Linked DNA regions of Mus musculus: all the other regions are linked to region 2. A link is a contact called in public promoter capture Hi-C data. All regions are on one chromosome and are shown on one strand. Each heading gives the region's core, a stretch centred on a gene start, on an enhancer-like site or on the middle of the called end of the contact. The rest is flanking DNA. Distances are from core to core; before and after follow the strand shown.

Region 1 (3,120 bases), core at 483-2,982, 1.1 Mb before region 2:
GCCAAAAAGCCAACTCCCAGGAAGCCCCCAGAGGCCTCTATTGATATAATTCCACGTCCTCGGGGAAAGGCAATGTCTGAAATAAATTAAGGCGGAAAGCAGAGCCTCTGTGTTCAAGGAACGGGAGAAGGAATCAAGGGCCCACTGGAGTCTTCGTAAGGACACAGTGGAAATGGAAGGCAGAATCAGGGCTTGACTCATCCTAGCTTCTACTCTGCTGTGTCACTGTCCTCCGGACATACTTAACGGGCAGGAGGAGCACTTAGTTTCTGTGCATTCCCGGCCAAAATGGTCTGAGCATCAGCTCGTACAACCTGAGGCACAGTTGTTATTCCCTCTCATCCACAAGAGACTGGGGCACAGAGAGGGTAAGTAAGTCACCCCACAACCACACAGCGAGTAAGGGGCAGAGCTGGGATTTGAACCCAGGCAAAGCGTCACTATGAGTCTACGTGCTAGGCTCCCTTTCAAGTGACATAGAGGAAGAAGACTTTTTCAGACCAAGCTGCCTGCCCCTGGCCCTGCCTCCTGTGGCTCCTTCACCCTGAAGGAAGCCGATATTCTGCTCTCTGCCAGCCTGAGCTCAGAGCACTTACCCTTGGATAGCTGGTAGTACAATGGCCAGCAAAGCTACAATCACACACACACACCACCCCCATTCCCCACTCCATGCCAGCTGTACTCTCTGCTGCCCTGCTGGAGCCCCTCTTGTCCGGGGCCTTTTCTAAAGGGATGAAAAAGTTAACAATTCCCAGGCAACTTTGAACTGTGCCCCTGTAGTGATCAGCCAGCCGCAGGGTCTGGTGAGTCCAGATCCCTCCAGTAGCCAGAGGGGGTCAGTGCTGGTGAACCTCAGGTATGGGTTGTTCAGAAAGGTCAAAATCTAAGGAGAAGCCACAGTGACCCAGGCTCTGCATCCATGCAGAAAGTCTTCCCACACTTCCGTCATGTTCAAGGTCAAATGGGGAGCTAGCATCAGCCTCAGCCAGATCCAAGACAGGACCCCAAACCCCACCCCACCCCCATTTCCCTTTCAGGAAGCATTTAATGAGTCCCTCTTCCACCAGTGTTCTAGGTCAGAAAACTCAACATCTATGGACCGGCAGGGGTCCTCTTGGGCTCCAGGCCTGAGTCTGTGGATTTCAAAACGCTGGGCTTTTCTTGTGACCCTAAGCCTTCTGGGGAAGGCTAAGCTAAAGGGCTGCTCCTCCCATCTCCAACCCCGGCAGCCCCTGACCACTTTGAAATCTTAGTTCTCCATCCAAGATGAGAAAGTCACACTGGGCAGGGCGTGGAAGGCTGAGGCAGGAAGAATGCAGTGAATTTTAGGTTATTCTGGGCTATATGAGTTCCAGGCCAACCTGGGCTACAGAACAACACCCTGTCACCCAGAACAAAGTCACATGTACACACACACGTACACACACACACACACACACACACACACACAAACACACAACACACATAAACACACACACTTCTGATGCTCCAACTTCTGCTATTCTGCTCTTTTTCTGTGGGGGTGGGGTTGAGGATCCCTTCTGAATGCTAATTTTCTAAGAGAGCCACTGGCTGGGGAACTCCAAGGAACAGGAGAGGGAAGGGGTCTAGCTGCCCACCAGAGCCAGTCCCAGGCAGAGTCCTGCCAGTCTCACCACTGTTCGCTGACAGATCTGATATTTCCCCAGCCATCGGGGCTTCTCCACGACGGTCTTCCTGTGGCCTCTACTATGGGGACAGTGTCTGCCGTGGCCAGGGCAGAGGTGGGGGGGCATTAAATATTAACAGTGTCAGGTAATATTTACCCCAGTCACAAGAAAGGCTGAGTGTCCCCAGAGGGGCTCTTGCTGACCCAGGCAAGGGGAGGTATGGGGGGAGCCAGAGGCAGGGAGGAGCTGCCTGAGGTCTCCAGCCCCTCCCAGAGGAAATTTCCAGAGAGCAGGGCTGGGATGGGCAGCAACAGTATTCTTCCATCAGCCGGGGAAGCCGCAGCTGGGAGTGAGATGAGGAAGTGAGAATTTCAAGATGCACTCTCGGTGAAGGGCACATGGGAAGTATAGATAGGGGTCCTGGGTCGGGATGGGGACTTCCAAGTCCCTTAGCCTCCAGAGCTTCCTGCAAGGCCCTGTGGATAGCACCGTGACAGCTTACATTCTCATGGGGCAGTCATGTCTCCCCGCCGTGTTCCTAAGGAGCCCGGCCTGGCTCCCTTCTTACCACAGTCCTGTGAATCTTGGGTCCCCAGCAGGATCAGCCTCAATAGCACTGCTGTCCCTGACAGCCTGTCCTGACTTGTTTTATTTATCCTGGTCCCGAGGCCACCACAGTTAGCCACTCACACCTCAGTCTGAAATCCTCCACCATCCCTGACTAATGTCCTATCCTGATGCCCAACACTCCCTCTTGCGGCTGTCACCATATGCTTATGACTCTTTCAGGAAGAAGCTCAGCTTGATCTTAGGGCTTACAAAGCATTTTCTAGCTGTTGTCTCCCTTTTGCTTTAGTTCCTCTCTTGACATGAGCTATCTGAGGTATGGAGAAGCTGAGGCCCAAGGTCAAACATCCAGTGAGAGTTGAAGACAAATAATGGCTATCCTTTGAGATCCAGGGCTCAAATGCTATGGCCATACCCACCCACCCACCCCCAGCCTGTCCTGCACTCACTGTAACCATCCCCTTGGTAACTATGGTGTGGATTCTGTAAGACCACAGTCTTCTTTGGGTTCCAGATGGTCGACTTGGCCTCCAAGAAGCTAATATCCAACACTAGCAGATGATATATAAATAGATACACAGGTGATAGGTAAACAAGAAATAGATGATAGATAGATAGATAGATAGATAGATAGATAGATAGATACATACATACATACATACATACATACATACATACCTGCATGCATACCTGCATGCATACAAGCTATATAAGTGATAGGTTGATGGAGAAATGATACCAAGATGGATAATAGATTTATGGATAGATGGATAGATGATAGATAGATAGATAGATAGATAGATAGATAGATAGATAGATAGATAGAGATAGATGGATGAGTGCATGCATAATACATATATATACACATACATAGCTACATACATACAGGCATACATATATACAT
Region 2 (2,831 bases), core at 242-2,741:
TCCTGCATCACTGGGTTCCTTGAACATGGATTTTCTTCCTGCTGACTCCTTTCTCCTAGGTTATATCCCAGCGTTCTCTCCTTCCTTGGCTCCATGTCTTCTGTTCCTAGATTAATGATGGAGATTCTAGTGATCTCCATTAGTTTTGGAGCTCGCTGTGGATGGTTAGGGTCACAGCAATGTTGCCTCACAATCTCACCTCTGTCTATCACCCCTTGCAGTAAAATCAGGCTATCTCAAGCTACATACCCTTTCCTCTTCTAGATCAGACAGCTCTGTTGCTGACAGCCATTTTTTTTTTTTTTTACCTACCCCTAGACCTTATATTGTTTACTCTCATGGGCTTGTTCCTTAGACAAATGGATTTGAAAGATATTTAACATCACATCCTATCTTGTGCGCAGAAGAAATTGTGTCAGACACCTCACCATATATATGTCTCTTGAGAAAAGAATTGCCCCTAATCTTTTTTTATAGATACCTTCCCCTGGCCCCAAGAAACAAAGATGAGCTCCAATCTTATGAGGATCTAGAGAAAAGGGTACATCCAGAGGTTGTAAATTGTGCAGTCTTCCTGGAACACCATTTCTTCGGAGTTGGCTGGGATATTACATATTTGGTGTGTGGGATGGGGTTTGGTTGTGATGCGCTCTCACCCAGGCTGGTTTCAAACTCCTTGGCAAAGGTATCACCCTGTTTCAGCCTCCTAAGTAGCTAGGACGACAGTCAGGTGGCACTACACGGGATGCCACATATTTGGATGAGAGACTTTTGACCAAATCTATTGATAGTCCAGTGCTACAATGCTAGCTCCCCTTTTCATTGCCATCCCTTCTACACGTGCTCCACAGGCAGGAGCTGTTACTATGGAAATGTATTATTTTTAAAAACAGACTCAGCCTTGGGCTTGGGAAATATCTCGAGAACAAACCCACGCAAGCAAGGTTAATAGGGGGTTCCTGAATCCTAGCTCCAAGGGGAAGGAGGACGATGGTAGTGTTCTATTCCCAACCTTTATCACGTTAAGCTTCATTTTTCTCGCCGCCGTTGACATTAGCTGGGTTTTGTCAGGCACTTCTATCTGGGAGGGACACCTTACTCCCTCTTCACCCAGTGCCTAGCTAGCTTCAGTCAAGGAGTAAGACCAGAAGCTGCTGAGCCAGGAGGTGTTAAAAGTGAGTGGTGATTTCCACAGGGACTAATTTTTAACCTACAGGCGTCCAACCCATAGAAATCTAAGAAACGTAGGGAGAACCAGGCGTCATCTCAGATAAGTGAAGTTCCCTTGCCTGGTACTGAAGGGGTGCACAGGGATTTCAGGACGGGGCGGAACAGCTAAAGACTCCGCCTATTCTCATCCCGGAATCCTCTACGTGTGCAACTCAACCCTCCCCCACTCCACCCTCCTCTAGCTCTGAGCGGCGGGTTAGCTCAGCCCCGCCCGGTGAGGGCGCGGCTCCTTTAAGGGCGGGTGGGGGCGGGGCGCCGGCGGTGTTGTCAGTGTCAGTTCTGCGCACGCAGCCCTCCCGGAGCCGGTGCCGGCCCGCGAGCCCCGGTATCTCTGCAGGCTGGTCCCTGCCCGGGTCCGGCGGGGCCCCACGCCGTGGGAGGAATCGGGTGATAGCTGGAACCTAGCTGGGGTCACACCGCCGGTGTTAGGGATCCAGATCTCTGGCTACGGAGACAGAGCTCGAGCGTCGCGACCCCGGAGGACCTCTTCTCCATCCGTGGCACCCACTGGTCCTGGAATCTCGGCGGCGCCGGAGAGCCCCGGAGCCCGCGCGCTCAGCCCCGGGGGAGCTCGCCCACGCCCCACGGTCCATCCGGGCCATGCTCCCCCGGGGCAGCGGCTGAACCCGAGCCGGGACCCGAGCCCGCGGGAGCATGGATCCGGACTGGGGGCAGCGGGATGTGGGCTGGGCGGCCCTGCTGGTTCTCTTCGCCGCCTCGCTGATCACGGTATTGGGCTGGATGCTGCAGTATGCCCGGGGTTTGTGGCTGTCGCGAGCCGATGGGGGCCGAGACTCCCGACCTGCCTCAGCTGCTGAGCCCGGGGGTTCACTGCGCGAGCTGGGTGTGTGGCGTTCGCTGCTGCGTTTGCGGGCGACCCGGACCAGCACCCCCGAGGAAGCCGGCGTACGGGGCCTCCTGGCTTCGCTCTTTGCCTTCAAGTCTTTCCGGGAGAACTGGCAACGGGCTTGGGTGCGAGCCTTGAATGAGCAGGCCTGCAGGGACGGGGTGAGTTGCACTGAGCCCCTGTGTCGTCCCTTCAGCTTTGCCTTCTAGGGAAGAGCTTGCTCATGTTAGGAGGGCTGGATTAGAGCTGGGGATCAACTGGAGAACCCTCCAGCTTTCTCTTTCAGATCAGAGAAGAGCGTGCAGGTTAGACTGGGGCTTGTAAAGAAGTCCAGTTATATACCAAATTTTCTATTTTTGTGAGCAAGGTACTCTGGTTCTAAACCCAGCACAAGTTACTGTTCTCATAGCAACGCTAATCCGTGTGCCTTAGGGCACTTCCGCCTAGACTGGCCTGGTTGGGCCAAGGGAGACAGGTGCACCTGCAGAAGGAATTTGCCTGGTCCTCATGCCACCACACCCAGTTAAGATTTCAGGCTCCCAAACCCTGGTGGTCAGGTAGAGCCCCCACGGTAACTGAATCATCTCTCCATATTTTAGTAATTTCACTACTACAGTCCTCCAGGCTGGCCTGCAGTGTAGTGTTAAAGGAAAGTAGTTTAGTTAAAGGGCATATTGATAACCTGCGTCCTTTCTAATGCATGAACTTGGGCTGCCCCTTCAGGGTCGCTCATAAACCAGAGCAGCCAGCCACC
Region 3 (3,047 bases), core at 39-2,538, 1.6 Mb before region 2:
TTTAGTGTTTAGCTGAACAATGTTTGTCTTTGATACAGTGTAATCCCACATAGGCCTCTGGCCTCATTTCCTGGCTCATTTAAACTTAGTTTATTTATAAACACAATTTTCTAAAACCAGGTTTTGCTATATAGCCCTGGCTGGGCTCACACTGATGACTTTGCCTCAGCCTCTTAGGTTCTGAGATTACAGGTCTGCACTACCATGCCTGGCTTACACAAAGACACTTAACACTGAGTCAACACACTAGTAAAGAATCAAATACAACAGCATGCTTGTCGGCAGCTCCTGGCTTACACGGTCAGCCTTCCCTTCCATACATAAGTACGGCTGTTCCAAGGTGAGACTACTCTCTGAAATATTGTTTCTGTCCCCTTAATTGGTTAGTCCTTCCATCTTTTATCCCAATAGGGACCCGTGGAGTGTTTGCTGATTCTTCCATTTCTAGCTCCAGTCTGTCTTACTGCTCATGTCTATGTTCTCATAATGTCCTCCATAAACTTTTTTTAAAAATAGTATTTTTTGTTTGTTTATTTTTAAAACTACATATATTTTTGAGTGTGCACACATGCCACAGTAACCCAAGGCAGCCTTTAGGAGTTGGTTCTCTTACCATGTGGGTTCTAGTTATGGGACTCAGTTCTTTAGGCTCTGCAAATTGCCTTGATCTGCTGAGCCATCTTCCAGGCCTACATAAATAGTGAAGGTGCTTTAAGGCTCTCTCTGTTCCTAGCACAGTTTAGGGACAAGTACAGGCCAGGCACTGAATAAATAAAATAATGAATGAATGGGGCTGGCCGTGGTGGTGCACGCCTTTAATCCCAGCACTTGGGAGGCAGAGGCAGGCGGATTTCTGAGTTCGAGGCCAGCCTGGTCTACAAAGTGAGTTCCAGGACAGCCAGGGCTACACAGAGAAACCCTGTCTTGAAAAACAAAAACAACAAAAAAAAAAAAAAAAAAAAAAAAAAAATAGAAGAGGCTAGACTGGTTTGGAGATAATAGGAATGAGGAAATCACCTGGAAGACTTGAGGCCAGTTCGGTAAGAGAAGGTGTAAGAGGTAAGCCAGTGTATAACTAAGAAAAGGGCAATAGGACTGTAGAGTTGTTTGTAATCTAGGATGTGCCAGAGACGGGCAAAGCTCTTAGCAGCATCCTGACTCAGTAGCTCAGGGCTCAGGCTTTTCTGCAGGTGAAGATCTGGTCTCTTGGCAGTGATCCTTAGAGGCACAGATTTGAACTGATCTATTATTTATCCACTTGTGCACTGCAACCTGATGCCCAGGCAACCTTTCCTGGAAAGCTCTTTCGGTTCTGTCACATGGCCAGAGGGAAGCAGATACAGGGACTGAGTGACTCAGTATGAATGTTGAAGCTTAGGGAACAGAAAGTAACATCTTCCTCTTGCAGAAAACCCTGCCCATTGCTCAGAGCAATTCTCTCTCATTTCCCTTGCCAATTTTTAAAAATTCTTCCCCTTGCTCACCCCACCCTTATACTCACCCAGCACTGTAGATTGAATCCAGGCTCCTAGCATACCAGTCAAGTACTCTACTACTGAACTACATTCATCATAAGCCCTTTTTATGTTTTGAGACACATCTTACTGAAGTTTTTTCAACAGGCTTTGAATCTGTGGTCCTCCTGCCTCAGCCTCTTGACTAGCTGGGATTCCAGGTCTGTGCCACCAAGCAAAAGCTCCCCTTCCTGGTCTTTAGTTAAGATGCACACGCAGGCATCCTGTGCCATCTGTATAGTAAGGACCACAGCGATGAGGCTTGGCATGCAGTGCAGGGTCTGAACTAGATTTTTCTGACATCACACTCTACCTTTGGGATTTGAGACAGTCTATATAGCTCACACTTGTCCTAAATTCATGATCTTCCAACCCCTGACTCCAGAATGCTAGTTATAGGACAGTGTTAAAATACACAGAAGTCTTGCCTCTTTTGGTGATGTGAAGGATAAAACTTAGAGCCCCACATGTGCTAGGCGAGTTTTTTTACTTCAGATTCCTTGGGGTTTTGTTTGTTTCTAAATGGGCTTGGAAGATAATCAGTAAAGTGCTGAACCACTTAGGAAGCAGGCTTGAGTTTGATCCCAGAACCCGTGTAAAAGCATAGTGGTAAGCACTTAGAATCCGTGGCTGGGACAGCCTAGGTGGGAAGATCCCTGGGCACACTGGCCAGTCAGCCTAACCTGCTTGATAAATCTCAAACCACCCAGAGACCCCTTCTCAAACAACCGTATAAGGAGCCTGAAGAATGATACCCAAGGTTGACCACTAGTTTTTACATGCACGTATTTGTGCACACACACAGAAAGTCTTTTCCTCTGAAGCTATGTGAGGGGTTTGAGACGCCTCATAGTGGCAGAGTAAGTCTTGTTCAACTGATTCTTGGCCTGACATAAAGCCCTGAAGAATCAGACACCGAGCGGTCCAGGGGAGACGCAGAACTTGGGTGATGGAATAACATGCTTGTCTTAGCTAGGGTTTCATTGCTCTGAAGAGACATCATGACCAAGGCAGCTCCTACAAAGGACAACATTTAATTGGGGCTGGCTTACAGGTTGAGAGGTTCAGTCCACTTTCATCATGGCGGGAAGCATGGCACTGTGCTGGCAGACAAGGTGCTGGAGGAGCTGAGAGTTCTACATCTTGATCAAAAGGCAATAAGGAGACAACTGTCTTCTGCAGGCAGCCAGGAGGAGGCTCTTTATAAGAGTAAACCACAGGACTGGGCCGGTGCTAGGGTTATTTGAGATTTCCTTTGTCAGTACAGTTAATCTAAATCTCTTCACCTTAGCCTCAGGCAGACTCTTAAGACAAGGGCAAAAGGTAGCCACATTCTTCAGCAAAATGTCACAAGAACAATCTCTAGGCAATATGTTAAAATTCTCCTTTGAAACCTTTTGAGCCAGGACCCCACAGTTCAAATCACCCTCAATTCAGCTATCTTCCATGTTCCAACTAGTATGGCTTATTAAGCCCCATTTAAAGCTTTCTGCTGCTTTACTATCTAAAGCCCCTAAATGTACATTCCTCCAA
Region 4 (3,104 bases), core at 400-2,899, 1.2 Mb after region 2:
CCTTACCTTTTGAAGGGTTAGTGCAATAAATGACCAAAATGAGAACATTTACAGTTCTTACACATTGTCTTTTTTTTTTTTTTTTTTTTTTTTTCCTTTTGAGACAGGGTTTCTCTGGCTGTCCTGGAACTCACTCAGTAGACCAGGCTGGCCTCGAACTCAGAAATCCACCTGCCTCTGCCTCCCAAGTGCTGGAATTAAAGGCATTCACCACCACCGCCTGGCGTTTTTTGTTTTTGTTTTTGTTTTTGTTTTTTTGAGACAGGGTTTCTCTGTATAGCCCTGTCTGTTCTGGAACTCACTATGGAGACCAGGCTGGCCTTGAACTCAGAAATCTGCCTGCCTCCCGAGTTCTGGGATTAAAGGCGAGCGCCACCACGCCCGGCTCTTACATATTGTCTAAACACATCTCTTCTAAAGAGTTTCACTTCTGGGCTCCTTAGCACCCCATCATTGTCAGCCTTGATCAACAAGCTCCCCACTTCACCCACCTCATTATTGTAGTTGAGCCCCACCCCCGGTTGTGTGTGTTTTAATTTTGAGACAAAGTATGCAGGCTAGCTTCTAATCTACAATTATCCTACCTCAGCCTCCCAGATGCTGAGATTACAGGCATATAGCACAACATTATGCTCATACTTCAAACTCACTATCCTCAGACCGAGAGAGAATCAACAATTTGTCCAAAAGTAAAATAAAGACCTGGGAATACTGCTTAGTGGTAGAGCATTTGTCTAGCCTGCCAGGGGCCTCTGGTTTAATCCCAGTATTTGGGGAAAATATTTTAAAGTTAAATAAAGATAATAGATGATATTTATATGGACTTCCACATGCTTATTGTTCTACGTACTTATTAATGTAACCTTTTTGAATTTTGATAATAATCTATGAGAGAGGCATTTCACGCCCCATTCTGTGGATGAGGAAGTAGGCATAGACTTAACTTGCCCAGCTGCATACTAAGTAGAATTAACTTTTAAAAAGTGTATGTGTTGGTCTGCAAGTATGTGCACACATGGGTGTGGTGTCACTAGAGTCTAGAAGAGGGCGTCGGATCTTCAGAGCTAGCGTTAAAGACAGTTGTGTGCATGGGTTCAGGACAGGGACTTCTAGTCCCGTGTAAGAGCAGCCAAGGCTCTTAATTGTTGAGCCATCTTTCCAACCCCTTACTTTTAAACTTTATGTTTACGCCTAGTTAAGGACAGTGCTAAAAAGAGATCAACGTAATTCCCAGGCCTAAGTACTTTTCTGACACTCAGTGTGCTTGTTTCACTATTCAGATTTAAGTGGGAGATCAAAGACGGTCTGAGTAGGTGCGCAGTACATCCTTAGTGAAGAGCCTGTTCCATCTCACAGACTGCAGAGTAGATCAGGATTTATCGAGATAGAGTACCAGGGGTTGAATCCAGGGCCTTATGCCTTAGTCTAACGTTCCACCACTAAAAAGCTACACTCTCTACATAGACAGCCCTACAAATGATTAAACAGACAACAAACAAGCGCAGCAGATCATCCTTCTCTTCCCTATCCAAAGGAGGACCCTCCATTCCGCTTCCTTCCTTGGCCCAGCATCCATTCTGCGTTCTGTCCTCCCAGCCAGCAGGTGCCCCTAGACCCCCGGCTCCTCCTCCTCCGCCGTCACAGACTCGTCTCCCCCTCCCTCTACAGCTTCCTGTCGCCGTGATCCGAGCCCTGGGCTGTGGGCGCCCGGGCGCCGGAGGCTTCCCGGTGCGCTCCGCCAGGTAACAGCGTTCGCCGGAGGGATGGACACCGGTCTGCCCTTGGCGCAGACGGGGAAGGAGCGGGCGGGCGGCCAGGTGCGCGCGGGCTCCTCTGCCCCGGGGTGCCGGGGCCTCTCTATGCCAAGCTTTGGGCACCCGTCTGGATGCCTAGATAACGGTTCAGGATGGGACGTTCCGGGTTAGAAGTCGGGCGTGGTCGAGCAGTTGGGCACTCCCCCGCCACCCTCCGGGATGCGACCTTGCTGCTGGCTGGGAGCCCCCGGCTGCAGCTCTCCCGAGGCCCGGAGCCAGACGCCCGCCCAGGGCCGCGGCTCTCTGGGATGGGGGAGCCCGGGTACGGAGCTTCGAGGGCCTGGGAACCTCCCAGACTCCACACCAGACACGAAGGCTCAAGGTCACAGAGCTGTGTCTGCCGTTTACAAATGCCTGTTTTTTTGTTGGAGTGTTTGTAAATGGGCTACTGTTTTCTCTCTTGGGCCAGGGAATTAGGATTCAGAGAAGAGGACTCTAAAAATACTAATCGCCGAGTCCCAATCAGCTGATCCGCCTTACTGGCCAGTGACCCTGGCCTTTGAAAGGAAGTAAGAGGGACAGCGCTTTTCACTCGGGTACTTTGTATGTCTGGCCTTTACTCTGAAGATTGGCCTAGAAGTTTCAGAAAATGTGTCTTAGAACTGAACTGACCTTTTTTTCCCTGTTCCCTAGTTCTAGTTTAAACACATTCTTCAGGTTAAAAAGATTTCCCCACTTACTGGTCTCTGATGGACACTTACTGTTTTCTTGAATAGGTACCTGATTTCTCATGAAAGCTGGACAAAACTTGCCCTTTGCCCGAGCCCTCTCTGGATAACATTCCTGGGAGTGGCTTGTGTATTGAGGTGTGTTGGTCTGCATTTGTCAGAAAAGGGTGAGCGGTTAAGTGCAGTCATGCAGATAATTCCTGCAGAGATGAGAAGCGTCCTGGACGTGTTTGAGATTTCTTTTCTTATTTGTACTTTCAACAGAGGAGCTAAATAATGTATATTAACAAGGACATATTGGTCCTTTTTGGAGTCTCTTCTGCATGTCTAAAGAAACTCAGTGTTGATTATTGTTTAAATGTATCAGCAAAAATTCTACAATGTAAGTTTTCTACCTTTACCAGTTATCTACCTGGCTATCTATCTATCTATCATTTTGAGACAAGGGCTACTGTGTAGCCCTATCAGGCCTGGAACTCTGTGTTGACCAGGCTGCTCTGCTCTTCTAGGTGATCCTCCTGCCTCTGCGGCTCCAGTGCTGGGATTACTGGCATTTGCCAGCCACTTTGCTTCACTTTTAACTGAATACATGCCTTAAGGATATTTTTGTATCTCAACGTTT

Evidence for each region. Promoter capture Hi-C pulls out the DNA fragments that hold promoters and counts their contacts. Capture Hi-C pulls out chosen DNA fragments and counts their contacts.
Region 1: a contact with region 2 is called in a promoter capture Hi-C map of liver. The contact joins the promoter of Fxyd2 here to the promoter of C2cd2l in region 2. A contact is called at or near these places in 1 of 39 promoter capture datasets (pre-B cells) and 1 of 9 other capture datasets (liver).
Region 3: a promoter capture Hi-C map of liver shows a contact between it and region 2, with 5 times the contacts expected there. The contact joins the enhancer-like site here to the promoter of C2cd2l in region 2. A contact is called at or near these places in 5 of 39 promoter capture datasets (HPC-7-derived erythroid cells, liver, neutrophils and 1 more) and 1 of 9 other capture datasets (liver).
Region 4: a promoter capture Hi-C map of liver shows a contact between it and region 2, with 3 times the contacts expected there. The contact joins the promoter of Tlcd5 here to the promoter of C2cd2l in region 2. A contact is called at or near these places in 2 of 39 promoter capture datasets (both in liver) and 1 of 115 datasets of contacts at active chromatin or transcription factors (stem cell-derived neural progenitor cells).

Annotation. Positions count from the first base shown.
Region 1 is chr9:45,404,702-45,407,821 of GRCm38.p6, reverse strand. It overlaps Fxyd2 (FXYD domain-containing ion transport regulator 2), which reads right to left and starts at 1,732. Exons shown (of 6, transcript NM_007503.4): 1 at 1,656-1,732. The coding sequence starts at 1,692.
Region 2 is chr9:44,318,942-44,321,772 of GRCm38.p6, reverse strand. C2cd2l (C2 calcium-dependent domain containing 2-like) reads left to right here and starts at 1,491. Exons shown (of 14, transcript NM_027909.2): 1 at 1,491-2,238. The coding sequence starts at 1,885.
Region 3 is chr9:45,960,327-45,963,373 of GRCm38.p6, reverse strand. No RefSeq gene overlaps it. Among named protein-coding and RNA genes, the nearest start is that of Sidt2, 6.6 kb to the right of the region's middle. Within about 2 kb of position 1,288, at least 64 of the 459 cell types and tissues checked have an H3K27ac peak or open chromatin away from gene starts, as enhancers often do. A contact at or near this core is called in liver, where this site is marked.
Region 4 is chr9:43,115,115-43,118,218 of GRCm38.p6, reverse strand. Tlcd5 (TLC domain containing 5) reads left to right here and starts at 1,649. Exons shown (of 3, transcript NM_001034863.3): 1 at 1,649-1,742.